Linked DNA regions of Macaca mulatta: region 2 is linked to region 1. The links are chromatin contacts, called in public Hi-C maps. All regions are on one chromosome and are shown on one strand. Each heading gives the region's core, a stretch centred on a gene start, on an enhancer-like site or on the middle of the called end of the contact. The rest is flanking DNA. Distances are from core to core; before and after follow the strand shown. Region 1 holds the start of ARRB2 (arrestin beta 2). Region 2 holds the start of C16H17orf107 (chromosome 16 C17orf107 homolog).

The links. Hi-C and Micro-C count contacts between places; a contact is called where the count stands out from the background.
Region 2: a Hi-C map of CD4 T cells shows a contact between it and region 1, with 7 times the contacts expected there. The contact joins the promoter of C16H17orf107 here to the promoter of ARRB2 in region 1. A contact is called at or near these places in 5 of 14 Hi-C or Micro-C datasets (CD4 T cells, blood, cortical neurons and 2 more).

The regions. Positions count from the first base shown.
Region 1 is chr16:6,236,216-6,243,505 of T2T-MMU8v2.0, reverse strand. ARRB2 (arrestin beta 2) reads right to left here and starts at 3,150. Exons shown (of 14, transcript XM_077970016.1): 1 at 3,029-3,150. It overlaps LOC144335278 (a long non-coding RNA gene), which reads left to right. Exons shown (of 2, transcript XR_013406009.1): 1 at 1-171; 2 at 850-3,153.
Region 2 is chr16:6,437,606-6,444,895 of T2T-MMU8v2.0, reverse strand. It overlaps C16H17orf107 (chromosome 16 C17orf107 homolog), which reads right to left and starts at 3,890. Exons shown (of 3, transcript XM_077970082.1): 1 at 3,594-3,890; 2 at 2,922-3,492; 3 at 491-2,826. The coding sequence starts at 3,710. The coding sequence ends at 2,786. It overlaps CHRNE (cholinergic receptor nicotinic epsilon subunit), which reads left to right. Exons shown (of 13, transcript XM_077970053.1): 2 at 644-786; 3 at 913-957; 4 at 1,081-1,190; 5 at 1,322-1,477; 6 at 1,776-1,876; 7 at 2,184-2,384; 8 at 2,467-2,581; 9 at 3,844-3,958; 10 at 4,041-4,227; 11 at 4,313-4,419; 12 at 4,529-4,717; 13 at 4,809-5,361. The coding sequence ends at 4,684. MINK1 (misshapen like kinase 1) reads right to left here. Exons shown (of 32, transcript XM_077969862.1): 29 at 7,086-7,235; 30 at 6,840-6,999; 31 at 6,612-6,751; 32 at 5,365-6,216. The coding sequence ends at 6,133.

The DNA of each region.
Region 1 (7,290 bases), core at 1,901-4,400:
GAGATGGAGTCTCGCTCTATCACCAAGGCTGGAGTGCAGTGGCACGCTGTCAGCTCACTGCAACCTCCACCTCCTGGGTTCAAGCGATTCTCATGCCTCAGCCTCCTGAGTAGGTGGGATTAGAGGTGCCTGCCATCATGTCTGGATAATTTTTTATTTTTTTGAGATGGAGTCTTGCTCTGTCGCCCAGGCTGGAGTGCAGTGGCGCAATTTTGGCTCACTGCAACCTCTGCCTCCCAGGTTCATGCCATTCTCCTGCCTCAGCCTCCCGAGTAGCTGGGACTACAGGTGCCCACCACCACGCCCGGCTAATTTTTTGTATTTTTAGTAGAGACGGGGTTTCACCGTGTTAGCCAGGACGGTCTTGATCTCCTGACCTCGTGATCCGCCAGTCTCGGCCTCCCAAAGTGCTGGGATTACAGGTGTGAGCCACTGCGCCTGGCTGCTAATTTTTATATTTTTAGTATAGATGGGGTTTCCCTATGTTGGCCAGGCTGATCTCGAACTCCTGACCTCAAGTGATCCGCCCGCCTCAGCCTCCCAAAGGGCTGGGATTACGGGCTTGAGCCACTGCGTCTGGCCTGTATTTTGTAGTTTTTTAGTAGAGACAAGGTTTCCCCAAGTTGGCCAGGCTGATCTCCAACTCCTGACCTCAGGTGATGCACCCGCCTCAGCCTCCCAAAGTGCTGGGATTACAGGCGTGAGCCACCACGCCCGGCCTTAGGTTGCAGTGAGCCAAGATTGCGTCACTGCACTCCAGCCTGGGTGACAGAGCAAGACTCCATTTCAAATAAATAAATAAATAAATAAATAAATAATAAAATAAAATAAAACTACCCAGTGATGGAGGTCCTAATGTCTCTATTTTCCAGGTGAGGAAACTGAGGCAGAGAGAGGTTAAGTGTTTTAAGGTCACAGAGAGAGTAAATGGTGGGAATTAATAGAAACCAAGGCGGTCTGGCTCCGAGTCCATCCTCTCAATCAATATTACACTATCCGTCTCTGTAGCTGGCATCAATAGTTTGTTCAATTGAAGGGTATTCGCTTTCCAGTTGCTGAAACAATTTAAGCCTGGACTCCACCCACTGCTGGGAGGGTAAGGAAGTGTTTGGCAATCCCAGTGATATGGCCAATTGTGAGCCTATTCTTTGAAGCATCACCTTACTCCTTCCAATCCACTCTGCCTCAGCAGTGATCCCTGGAAAGGATCCTCAGATAGACAGCAGAACGTGAAATCCTGCCAACTAGCCCATCCCTCCTCCAACTCTACCACCCCATTCCCAGAGGACCCCAATGGGCAGGTTGCCGCAGTATCTGGGTAAGACTTAACCATCTTTCCATCTGGTCTACAGCTCTGACAGCTGGAGCATATAGGAGAGCAATGACTCTGGCCTTTGGCCCTAAATGGTTTCTACCATAGGCCCAGTTTCTGCTACAACTTCACTTGTCCCTTCTTCCCAGAAAGCCAAGCTGTCCAAAGATTATAAGGTAAAGGGTATGGAGGCCCCCAGGTATTCCTAACCAATAAAAGGGAATAAACATCGATACGGTGGCAGCTAGAATAAACATCCTATCTTTTGTCCCAACTTGGGGGCTGAGTGCTGTGGCATCATCCAGGCTCTCCCTCCCCTTTGCTTCTGGTTTTCCTCTTTGTCCCAGGGTGTCCTCCCATTAGGAGCCCTGGCACAGGGCTGTGACAGCCACAGTCAGTGGGCCAACTGCAGTGTGGCTCTGGGGCAACTGCCCTGGAGCAGCTGCAAGGCACCTGCCCTTTGGATCCTAACCCAGCCACCTCCTGCCAGGCTGAGGAGGAGCAGCGTGCAGATACTAGGCTGGCCAAGGAGGCAGAGTGTGGGGATGACCAGGGAGGTGCCCAATGGGGGCAGGGGTAGCTGAAGCAGATGTCCTTTCACACTTCCTGCTATTCTCTCCATTTCCTGTGGCCCAGAATTTGATGGAGGTGAGGGAAATTGGGTCAAGTCAGCAGTCCCCTTTGGTCCATCTGTCCCACTCCTTGAACCACATAACGGAAATCAGGGGCCTCCCACAAGGCAGCAACTTCCCCTTTCTCTGGGATGTTTAAACCCTAATCCAGGATACCGATCATCTCTCTGATGATCTCTTTCTGATACTCATCTACTTGACGCTCAGAAACCTGGGTTCTCCTACTCTATAGGTTGGAAGTGGGGTCGATATGATGCTTTGCAGAGCAAGCCAGAGCTCAGGACCAATTCCCTATTCCCGATCCCCTCTGGGTTGAGGCCTACAGCCCCAACCTTTCTGTCTTTTGCTCCTGCTCCCCTGGGACTCAGGCATTCACCCCTTACCCCTTGGGGGTGTTGAGTCACAACAGGAAGTGGATTTTGCTAGAGACCAAAAAAGAGAACTCGGGGTATCAGTGGAAGGAAAGAGCCTCGATTGCACAGAAAACATCCGGGGAGTGGACGCGCGCCCAGCGTGAATACTGCCTCCCCCACCCCCAGGGAGAGGGATCCGATCTAGTTTCAGGAAGGGTCAGGCTCTCCCAAGATGAAGCTGTTGCTCCTGGCAACCCAGGGGAAGGTAGAAGTTTGGATGAGGAGCCACCCGGCCCTCGGGACAGGTGTGGGCAGCGCGACTACCTGGGGGATATTGGACAGGAGGCTTTGCATTGGCTTGGCACGAGTCTGGAGGGGATCCCCCTCCCAGCATCCAGCCTCCCCGTACACGACCCCTCGGGGCCAGCCACCTGCTCCTCCCTCCGTCCCTGCATCGCAGCCTGCCCAGACTCCTGGGCACGGGAGAGCCCAGTAGTCTGGCCCCACATCCCTGAGAGAACCCCGACACCGGTTTTTCTGATCCCCCTCCGGCCTCGCTTTCTGCAGGGGCCCGGGCATTTCCCCCCAACCTCATTATCCTCGAGGACCTGCGCGTGCGGCCCCGGATGGCTGTCCCTAGGGACCCAGGCGTCCGGCCCCCAGATCCTCTCCGCGGCGTCCTCGTCTGGGACCGTCCCAGCCCCCGCCCCGAGCCGCCGCCCATGCCCCGCCGCGTGGCCCCACCTCCCTTACCTGGTCCCGGGTTTCTCCCCCATGGTGCGCGCGCCCGCCGCCCGCTCGGTTCGCGGCTCGCTCGCAGCCTCCTCGCCCGCTGCCAAGATCCCTGCTCCTCCCCGCGCCAATGCGCACGCGCGCCCTCCGCGCTCTCGCCTCTTCCCCCTCCCTCCCGGCCCGGCTCTGGTCTGGGGGAACCGGGGCCAGATGCGTCAGCCGGATCGCGCGCGCCGCGGCGCTGCCCGCCCTCTCCTAGCAGACACACGGGGCCATTGGCTCCGCCCCCAACCCTTCGCGTTCCGTCCCAGCCGGGGAGCCCTCCCCCGCGCGCGGGGCCCGCTCCCGCTCTTCCCGCCCATCTCCCCGCCCCGCCGCAACCCCTTGAAACCGATTGGGCCCCCCTAAACCAAGGCTCCCGCCTTCCAGGGGATCTAAGTCTTTCGATTGGCCCTCGGCATCCAGAACCTTTAGGGGTCTCCTCCCCTTTGTTTGCTTTCTCAGTGGCGGTGGGGGCGACCGGGCTGTTGGGGGCGGTGGAATGAGCTGAAGCGCCGTCTGGGAAGGAGGATGGTGGGGGGGAACACGTGGGTGAGCAGTTCAATTGCGTGATACTTGCTTCAGTGCGCGCGGCTCACCTGCTCCACGCGGAGCGTACCGCCTTCTGTGGCCAGCCCTCCCGCTTCTTCACCGCAGCGTGTCAGCTCCTCCTGGTGTCTACATTTGATCTTCGCAGGGTTCCCTTTTCCAATGTCTCTGACTCTCCATCTCCTTCACCCACCCATCCCAGCTAACATCCACTCACTCACTCGCTCGCACCCATCGGTCCATCTATCGACCCACCCATCCGTGCCTATTTTATGCTATTTACTATGCCAATCGATGGGGACACATATGAATTACCATGGCCCCTGACTTCCTAGAATAGTTGAGGAGACACATACACAGGTATTACCCAGGTATGCTATTACAGAGGTCTGAGTCAGAAGACACAGCCACTAACAGCGCTCGGCCCGGGCGGGGGTGGAGCGGAGAACAAATGAGGACAGTCTTTCTGAAGGATGTGCAGAAGTTTTTTTTCGTTTTCTTTTTTTTGAGATAGAGTCTCGCTCTGTTGCCCCGGCTGGAGTGCAGTGGCGCGATCTCGGCTCACTGCAACCTCCGCCTCCCAGGTTCAAGCACTTCTCTGCTCAGCCTCCCGAGTAGCTGGGATTACAGGCGCCTGCCACAATGCCTAGCTACTTTTCATATTTTTAATAGAGACAAGGTTTCATCACGTTGGCCTTGCTGGTCTCAAATGCCTGACCTCGTGTTCCACCCGCCTCAGCCTCCCAAAGTGTTGGGATTACAGGCGTGAGCCACCGTGCCGGGCCGGGCAGAAGTTAAGACAGGGCATTCCAAAGAGAAAGACAAGGCACATCCTGTTGTGTGGTGTTGGTGGGGAAGCCTGGAACAGGTTGTGGAGGATTTTGTATAGCAGATGAAGGAGCGAGACTGAGGGCCCCGCAGAAGGACACGAGGAACCAGTAGTGGTTTTTAAAGCAGAGGGGGCCGCGTGCAGTGGCTCACACCTGTAGTCCCAGTACTTTGGGAGGCCGAGGTGGGCTGATCACCTGAGGTCAGGAGTTCGAGACCACTCTGGCCAACATGTTGAAATTTAGGCTATAATCCCAGCTACTCATGAGGCTGAGGCAGGAGAATCACTTGAACCTGGGAGGCAGAGGTTGCAGTGAGCTGAGATCGTGCCATTGCACTCCAGCCTGAGTGACAATAGCGAAACTTCATCTCAAAAACAAACAAAACAAACAAAAAACCTCCAAAAACCCAAAAATGAGCCAAGTATAGTGACTAGTGCCTAGAGTCCCAGGTACTAGGGAGGCTGAGGTGGGAGGATCGCTTGAGCTGGGAGGTCAAGGCTGCAGTGAGCTGTGATCGTGCCACTGCACTCCCGCCTGGGGAAATATCTTTTCAGCACCTTTTATGTACCAGGCACTCTTCTAGGTGATGGGAAGAGCATAGTGTAGGAGACAACAGCCCTTTCATGGAGTTTGTATTTTAGACAAAAGAGATAGTTAATACATAAGAAAGCAAATAAAGTTCTGGTAATGACATGAATTATAAGCAGGGAAATGTGATGGAGGCTGATGGGGGTTGGAGTGGGAGCTACCTGAAAAGAAGCCCTCTCAGGATGGCAAGATAGTGTCAGTTACATAGGATCAAAGGACAGTTTCTCCAGCAGAATCAGCAACATGTGCAAAGGTTCTGATGTGGGAATGGGTTTTGCTGGAGAATAGAAAGTAGCCTAGTTTGGCTCAAGAATAGAAAGAGAGAAGGAAAGTTGTACTTGTGGTATGTGTTGAGGTCAGGGAGGTGGGTATGAGTCAGATTGGGTGGATTCTTGTAGGCATCAGTGAGAAGATGGGATTTCATTCTCATCACATTTGGAAGCCACAGAGGGGTTTAAGCAAGGAGTGACAAGAACTGGTTTACATTTGAAAAGACCACTTTGGTTGCTGTGTGAAGGGACTACAAGGGTGCTAAGAGGGAAGCAGAGAGTAATGAAGGCTTTGTAAGAGGCTATTGTAAGAGACTAGGTGAGAGTGAATGGTGATTTGGACCCGAGTGGCAGTGGAGATGGAGAAAAATGAACGCTGTTGGGTTAATGTATTTTGGAGGCAGAATGCCAGGACTTGAAGGATTGGATAGAAGGCAATAAGAGGAAAAATGGGCGAGGTGGGGTGGCTCACACCTGTAATCCCAGGACTTTGGGAAGCTGAGGCTGGCGGATCACTTGAGGTCAGGAGTTTGAGACTAGACTGGCCAACATGGTGAAGCCCCGTCTCTACTAAAAATACAAAAATTAGCTGGGCATGGAGGCGGGTGCCTGTAATCTCAGCTACTTGGCAGGCTGAGGCAGGAGAATCACTTGAACTCAGGAGGCGGAGGTTGCAGTGAGCTGAGATCACACCATTGCACTCTAGCCTGGGTGACAGAGCAAGACTTCTCAAAAAAAAAAAAAAAAAGAGGAAAAATGATGACTCTTAGATTTGAAGCTAATAATCACAAAAATACACAAAGATAGAGGTATTAGCATGTTCACTAGTGTTCACATTAGCAAAAAGTTGGAGCAGCCTCGAAATATTAGTTCAGCAATAGAATTATTGGCCGGGCGCGGTGGCTCAAGCCTGTAATCCCAGCACTTTGGGAGGCCAAGGCGGGCGGATCACAAGGTCAGGAGATCGAGACCACAGTGAAACCCCGTCTCTACTAAAAATACAAAAAATTAGCTGGGCGCGGTGGCGGGCGCCTGTAGTCCCAGCTACTCGGGAGGCTGAGGCAGGAGAATGGCGGGAACCCGGGAGGCGGAGCTTGCAGTGAGCCGAGATCGCGCCACTGCACTCCAGCCTGGGCAACAGAGCGAGACTCCGTCTCAAAAAAAAAAAAAAAAAAAAAAAAAAGAATTATTAAATCATGGTGCACCCATTTCATTCATACCACACAGTTTAAAAAACAGCATAAAGAAGGTCATGAGTGAAAAAAAGCCACACGCAGACCCCAATCTTGTAAAATATTCATTTATGTGCTTGTGCATAGACTAATATTAGGAAAGTATAGACGCTACTGGGGCAGGGCCTTGCGGCGAGGGGCAGTTTTTCTTTTTACTTTATGCCCTTCCATACTGTTTGAATTGGCTTTTGCAAGGCGCACATCTCGTATCATTTCTGAAGTTGCAAATGTAGTTTAAAAAGTCTGTGATTTCAAGTTACCTAGAGTTATTGATTCCTGCGCCGGGCGCGGTGGCTCACGCCTGTAATCCCAGCACTTTGGGAGGCCGAGGCGGGCGGAACACCGGAGGTCAGGAGTTTAAGACCAGCCTGACCAACATGGTGAAACCCCATCTCTACAAAAATACCAAAAAATTTGGCAGGCGAGGTGACGCGCGAATGTAACTGCAGCTACTCGGGAGGCTGAGGTAGGGGAATCGTTTGAACCCGGGAGGTTGAAGTTGTGGTGAGCCGAGAACGTGCCACTGCACTCCAGCCTGGGCCACAGAGCGAGACTCCGTCTCAAAAAAAAAAAAAGGCCGGGCGCGTTGGCTCACGCCTGTAATCCCAGCACTTTGGGAGGCCGAGGCGGGCGGATCACAAGGTCAGGAGATCGAGACCACGGTGAAACCCCGTCTCTACTAAAAATACAAAAAATTAGCCGGGCGCGGTTGTGGGCGCCTGTAGTCCCAGCTACTCGGGAGGCTGAGGCAGGA
Region 2 (7,290 bases), core at 2,641-5,140, 200 kb before region 1:
CATCAGTGCCTGTTGAAAGCAGTGTCTCCCACCCTCTGCTACTAGGATTGTGGTTGCAGGTGCCTCTCAGGAGAGGCTCACATCTGTGGCTGGGGAGCTGGCCAAAGACCAGGCAAAGGACGCTGGACTGGGGCGGGGCAGGGGCAGGAAACACAGGATGGGGCAGCTGCCTCTGGAAGCAGCCAAAATGTCCCCAGCTGCAGCAGGAGTGAGTAGAGGATTAGGTGACAGTCCCCTAACAGCCCGGAACTAACACCCTCCTCCCCCTCACACATGCACCCTGGCCTGCCCCCTCCAAGCCTTCCAGAGCTCAGAATAATCCTGAGAACCAGGCAGCAGGATGGCAGGGGTTCCTCTTGGGGTCCTGCTCCTCTTGGGGCTCCTCGGTATGGACAGGGGCCGGGGTGAGAGGCAATTGGTCACACAGATACCGACATAAAGGGACTGGGAAGGCAAAGACAGAGACCAAGATGAAGACTGAGACACAGTATTTGGTTTCCAGGCACAGTATAATTGGTTTAGGAGACAGATACGGATAATACACAGCCTCAGAGGCCTGTGAGGACCCAGGGGAAGCAGAGAGGAGAGGTAATTCAGCCTCTTCATTATTGCCAATGACCCTTCCTGCTTGACCCCATCGCAGGCAGTGGTGTGGGGAAGAACGAAGAACTGCGTCTTTATCACCATCTCTTCGACAACTATGACTCAGGAAGCCGGCCAGTGCGGGAGCCTGAGGATACTGTCACCATCAGTCTCAAGGTCACCCTGACGAATCTCATCTCACTGGTAAGATATCCCCACCCTCATCACAAGCCAAAAACCCCACTTCTGGCCCCAACCGCTGAGCTTGGTCCTAAAGCTCACTTCTGGCCCTGAAATCTCACTTCAATCATCCCCATCTCCCATCTGCAGAATGAAAAAGAGGAGACTCTCACCACTAACGTCTGGATCGGAATCGTGAGTCAAATCTGGGGAACAGTGTTAGGTCTTGTCCAGGGGACTCCTTTTCCCCCACACCCCTCCCAGGCAACGCCAGGTGGGAGATGCAGGGTACGCGTCCTTCCGTCCCCCACCCCTTAGGATTGGCAGGATTACCGACTCAACTACAGCAAGGACGACTTTGGGGGCATAGAAATTCTGCGAGTCCCTTCAGAACTCGTGTGGCTGCCAGAGATTGTTCTGGAAAACAAGTGAGAACCGGGCCGGATGCCAGGCTGGAGGGAAGCCAGCCTGGGGTGCGGGCTGGACTTGGTTGGGGAAGGGGGGGTACTCCGAGAGGGTGCAGATCTGTGCAAAAAGCTCGGTTTCCCCGAGCTCACAGTATTGATGGCCAGTTCGGCGTGGCCTACGACGTCAACGTGCTGGTCTACGAGGACGGCTCCGTGACGTGGTTGCCTCCGGCCATCTACCGCAGCGTCTGCGCCGTGGAGGTCACCTACTTCCCCTTCGATTGGCAGAACTGTTCGCTTATTTTCCGGTGGGAAGAGTTACTCCGAGGCTCGGACGGTTATGGGAGGGGCCTGTGTGTGGGCGGGGCCAAGTGGCAGCACCGCCCTCGGGGCGGGGCTTCGCGCTGGAGGTGGAGCCAGTTGTAGGCACAGGGTGGGACGCTGGAGCGGAGTCCGAGGTAGAGGTGGGAACAGAGGCGCGCGGGCTGGGCCTGGGTGAAGGGGTGGGGCCTCGCAGCCCCGCTAGATCCCAGCTTCCAGGGCAGGGTCTGAGGCTGGGGCCCGGGTCAGAGCTTGTGGGGTGGGCTCCCGGCCCTGGCTCCGCAGCTCTCAGACGTACAATGCCGAAGAAGTGGAGTTCACCTTTGCTGTGGACGACTCCGGCGAGACCATCAACAAGATCGACATCGACACTGAGGCCTATACTGGTGAAGCCCCGCCTGCTCAGAAAAACCCGCTTCTAGACGGGGTCCAGAGAGGGGACTTCCAGGGTGGGCTTGCCCCAGACCAATGCCACTGGAGGATGACTTCCGCAACCGGGTTTAGCTTACCCCTGTCCTGAAATCATTCTCGATTGTTACTCTAGTCCTGCCTTCTGGCTTTCCATACCCTCAAAGAGAATGCCCTTTTCTGCCCGAATTGCCCCCACCCTGACGGCCCATGACCCTGGTGCAGACAGCCGCAGCCTCCTCTTCAGCCCGCCGTCAGCCGGCTGACCCTGCCCGCGTCCCGCAGAGAACGGCGAGTGGGCCATCGATTACTGCCCGGGGGTGATCCGCCGCCACGACAGTGGCGCCACCGACGGCCCAGGGGAGACTGACGTCGTCTACTCGCTCATCATCCGCCGGAAGCCGCTGTTCTACGTCATTAACATCATCGTGCCCTGTGTGCTCATCTCGGGCCTGGTGCTTCTCGCCTACTTCCTGCCGGCGCAGGGTAAGCAGTGGCCCCGAACCCACACCCAAACCCGGGGTCGCTCCCGGGAGGCGGGGCCCGCTCTCACCGGCTCTCCCTCCAGCCGGCGGCCAGAAATGCACGGTCTCCATCAACGTCCTGCTCGCCCAGACCGTCTTCTTGTTCCTCATTGCCCAGAAAATCCCAGAGACGTCTCTGAGCGTGCCGCTCCTGGGCAGGTAAGGGCGGAGCAGGTCTGGGCGGTGACCCCCGCGGGGGCGTGGCCAGTGTGAAGGGCGGGGCCAAGGGGGGTTGTCGGGTGGGGGCGTGGCCAAAACCCAGAGACCCCGGGAGAAGCTCTGGCTGTCTCGCCCCGCCCTGGGCTTTATTCGGACGCCGGGTGGGGCTGGGACGGGGATGGAGTCCCTGGTCTGCCGTCCTCCTCACTGCTGCTGGACGTCACCTGGAGGTCTCCTGAGTAGCTCTGTTGAGGGACGGTCCGGCTCAGTGCCTCCCTAGCCCCGCCGCCGCCGCCGCCGCCGCCTCTGGCCCCCAACTCACCCCGCATCCCGAGCTCACTGGTTCTCCGGGGATTCCGAGGCCTAGCTGCTGTTGCCACTGTCGCAGGAATGAGGCAGACCCCTGCAGACCCCGTCCACACAGGCATAGCCACGCTCCCTGGACTAGAAGCCGGGCGCCGGCGCCCATCGCAGCCCCAGCTTGCCGAGTCCCCTGCCCCGCGGCCTGGGCTACCCGGCTCAGAGCTGCACCCGGATCCCCGCCGTCTGGGGCTGGGCCCGCGCTGCTGTCTAGTCGCCGCGCCTCCTGCTGCAGCCACAGGGCTGAGATCTGCAATGGGAGCACAGGGGTTAGCGGGGAGGCAGAGGTCCTTGCTCCCGCTGCCAGATTGCCGCGTATCCTGAGCCCCCCAGTACCCCACCTCTAACAAGGTGGCGCCGAAGCTCACGAGGCTGGCTGCGGCTTCTCTTAACACCAGCCCCAGGGTGGGCTTCGGGGCAGGCAGCATCCCCTGCATATTCAGCTCCGGTGGCTCCAGGGATTTCAGCTCTCTGAACCTCTGCTCCAGATATTCATGGGCTGCGGCCACGGAGAGTTCCAGGGAAGACAGAAGTGGGGGCTGGAGGGCCACCTGGAGATGGAGCAGAGCAGTAGCAGGGCAAGGGTCACAGGGCGCGCAGGAGACCTACCCAGAAAGTGTCGAGGTGCTGCCCTCGGCGGGCGTAGCCTCACCTCGGTGGAGCTGTGGAAGTGGTAGATCCACATCAGGGTGTCCAGGGAGCTGGGGGTTCCCTTCATGGCTGCCACAAGTGGTAGGACGGGAGAAGGGCTGGGGGATGCGTCTGTCATCGCGCAGGGGTCGCAGCTGGAGGGCGTAACCAACCCGTGCCAGGAGAAGCCGTGTTTGTGAGGTCAGAGAGCGCGTGGCACCTTCCGTAGCTGGGAGGGGGAGCGGTGATGTCACGCATTGTGGGCTTCTCAGGTTCCTTATTTTCGTCATGGTGGTCGCCACGCTCATTGTCATGAATTGCGTCATCGTGCTCAACGTGTCCCTGCGGACGCCCACGACCCACAGCATGTCCCCGCGGCTGCGCCACGTAAGTGCGGAGGGGCCGGTGCGGCCCGGTGGGGGTGGAGCTTACTACTAACCCCGCCCCCTAAGCCCCGCCTCTAACCCAGGTTCTCCTGGAGCTGCTGCCGCGCCTGCTGGGCTCCCCGCCGCCCCCCGAGGCTCCCCGAGCCGCCTCGCCTCCAAGGCGGGCGTCGTCTGTGGGCTTATTGCTCCGCGCGGAGGAGCTGATACTAAAAAAGCCGCGGAGCGAGCTCGTGTTTGAGGGGCAGAGGCACCGGCACGGGACCTGGACGGGTGAGCACAGTGGCCCGGCGGGCTGCGGGGGGTGCCTGCCACGGGGGAGGCTCCTAACGGCCCACCCCGGTGTTTTCCCCGCCAGCTGCCTTCTGCCAGAGCCTGGGCGCCGCCGCCCCCGAGGTCCGCTGCTGTGTGGATGCCGTGAACTTCGTGGCCGAGAGCACGAGAGATCAGGAGGCCACCGGCGAGGTGGGACGGGAGCCAGAGGCGGGTGGAGCGCGGCAGAGGCCCCCCACTGTCTCCCATGCAGCTGGCTCCAGCAGCTGCCTCTTTACTGACTGTGCCATCCCTTCCCCAGGAAGTGTCCGACTGGGTGCGCATGGGGAATGCCCTTGACAACATCTGCTTCTGGGCCGCTCTGGTGCTCTTCAGCGTGGGCTCCAGCCTCATCTTCCTCGGGGCCTACTTCAACCGAGTGCCTGATCTCCCGTACCCGCCGTGTATCCAGCCTTAGTGCGCACCGACTTCAACTTCCCACCCATCTCCAGTAGGAAACTGATTTTGAAAAAGGCTGCCGCCACCGCGGCATTATGATCCCTTCCCACGGCTGATCAATCTGTATTTTGTGAACTTTACAGGAAGAATGGTGTGTGCCCACCCCTTGGTGTGTGTAGGCCTGGCCCCAGTCCAGGGGTCAGCAGGAGGAAACGATTCACACAGGCTCTCAGGTGCCAGTGTTCCAGAAAGCAAGGACTGCCCTTCATTCAGCCTTGCTGACCTCCCAGCCTTTCTCAGGCCCAGCCCCAGGGGACTCTGGAGGCTGCCAGCTTGTGAGCTGCCTTTGTTCATCTCAGAGCCAGACAGGAGACCCCTTTGCAGGACTTGCACATAGGGAGGCTGGAGCCAGGAAACCCTCTTCTTCCCTGGTCTGGCTCTGCTGGAGCTGGTGGGAACCAAACCCCTTCAGTGCCGGTGGCCCTCTGGCCCACAAGTTTAGGGCTGAGGCTGCCCTGGTCCTCCTGCAGTCATTTCTTCTAGGTTTTCTTGGCCCAGCACTGCCCATCCCAACCCCCATGAGGCTCACTCATTGCAGATCCCAGCCCACCCTGCCCCTTTCTTCTGCACCCTGGAGGCGCTCTCTGCCTAGTATACAGGACTGAGAGAAAGCAATAAAATGGGGCCTGCATGGTGGGAGCTGGTTGAATTGTCTTTATTAACAAACAGGATATCCAAGGCCACTACATTGAGGAGGGGTGGGGGGAGGGAGGAGGAGGGTTACTTGCTGCTCACACTATATACAGATGCAAGCAAGGGGCGTGGAGAGTGAGGGCTCCCTGCTCCCTCCCTCCACGGGGAAGGGCATGGGCTAGAAGAGGAGGAGATGGGGGTTGGGAAAGGGGGGAACGTTTTGGCTGGCGGGGTCCCCCCTCCATTCCCTGGAGTTTGGGGAAAGGGGAATCATTAAAGTGCTTTCAGAAAATGAAGAAATGGTCCCTGCCCCTGGAGTGGCTGGTGACCCCCCAAAAATCTAGGGCCCAGTGACCCCCCCCAGGGTCTGGTACATTCAAGGGGGGAGCCGGCTCCCCTGACGTGCAAATAAAGGGGTCCAGGGCCCTGCCCAGTCAGCAGCAGTGGGGTAAGGGGTTCAAGCCCCAAGCACTCTCCTCTTAAATGGAGAAAAGGGGGAAGGGGCTATGCCCACTCAATTCCTGGGAAGGGGAAGCTGTGTCCCTCCCCGGAAGCTGGGGACAGGCACAGTTTTGGGAAGAGGACATGTTGGGGAAGAGGATGGTCACGTGATCACGAAAGCATCAGGGGTCAGAGGTCACGTTCCCAGCAGGCTCCAGTGAATCAAACCAGTAAAAGCAAAAGCCCAGGGAGGGGAAAGAGGGGCGGCCCAGGAAGCCTGGCTGCAGGGGGAGAGCTGGGTCCAGTGTGGGACAGCCCCAGCCCAGGGCCCCGTCACCAGTTCATGATGCAGTTACGGTTCAGAGTCATGAAGTAAACTTGGCTGCTGCCCCCAGAGCGGACTGAGGCAAAAAACACCTGGGTGGGGCAAGAGAAGGAGTCACCACGGGCTGGGGTCAGGGGTCTCAATGAACTGGGAGAGGGGAAGAAGCGGGGAGAAGGGAAGAAGGGGTGGCAGAAGAGGTGAGGGGGAGAGAGAGACTGCAGGAGGAGACTCACAGGGCCCCTCACCCAGAGGAAAGGCCAGGATGTTAGGGGAGAGGGTGCACTACCAGCCCCCTGGGCGCCAGCTGGAAAGTCCTCAGAACTGAAGGGAGCGCAGGGCAGTGGTAGTGGCTGCCTTCCTTCCGAACTCCCAGAGGGGCCCGCTTTCAGGGAGACACCACGACCATCCTCTCCCCAGACCTCTGCCCAGGGGCCTGGGGTCACAGCAGCCGGGACGGCAGGCCGTTCAGAGGGAAGGAGACTCCCACCTTGTCATTCCGCTCACACAGGAACTTGAGCCTCTGGGCTCGTTTGTGCATGAAGACCCCGTCCAGGTGGCCCGTCTCCACAGAGCGGATCTCAATGGCTTTCTCACCCCAGCCCATTATCTGGTTGGAGCAGATGTAGGCTGTGGGGAAAACAGGTGAGGGGCTGAGCAGGCTGCCCCCCGAGGCCACCTCAGGGGCATGTGGCTGGGAGGGCGGCAGCTCACTCACCCACAGAGGTGGGCATCTCTCCCCACTGCAGCACCACATCCTTAATGATCCGCCCGTATGTGTTGACGTAGACACCCTCGTCCTCGTAGCACAGCAGCATCTCCATGCCGTCGGTGTTGGGGAGGAAAATGATGGCATGGGGCGTGATCTGGCTCTGGATCTGGGGAGAAGGAGGTGGGCTGGAGTCTCCGTGTCTGGTGCCCAGACTGGGCGAACCCACTCCTCCAGCAGCCCCGCCAAGCTCACGTGCACAGGGATGTAGATGTCATAGCTGTTCCCCGAGTCGACATCCACAGCATGGAAGCCAGCACTGGAGCCATAGATGACCTTGAGCCGCTGCCCCTCCTCTACTGTCAGGTCGACCAGCAGAGGGCGGTGAGGGAGGTCGGCAAAGGACTGCAGAGAAGCGGAGGAGAGGAGGGCTCAGGGGCACGGGGAGAGGCGCTGGGAC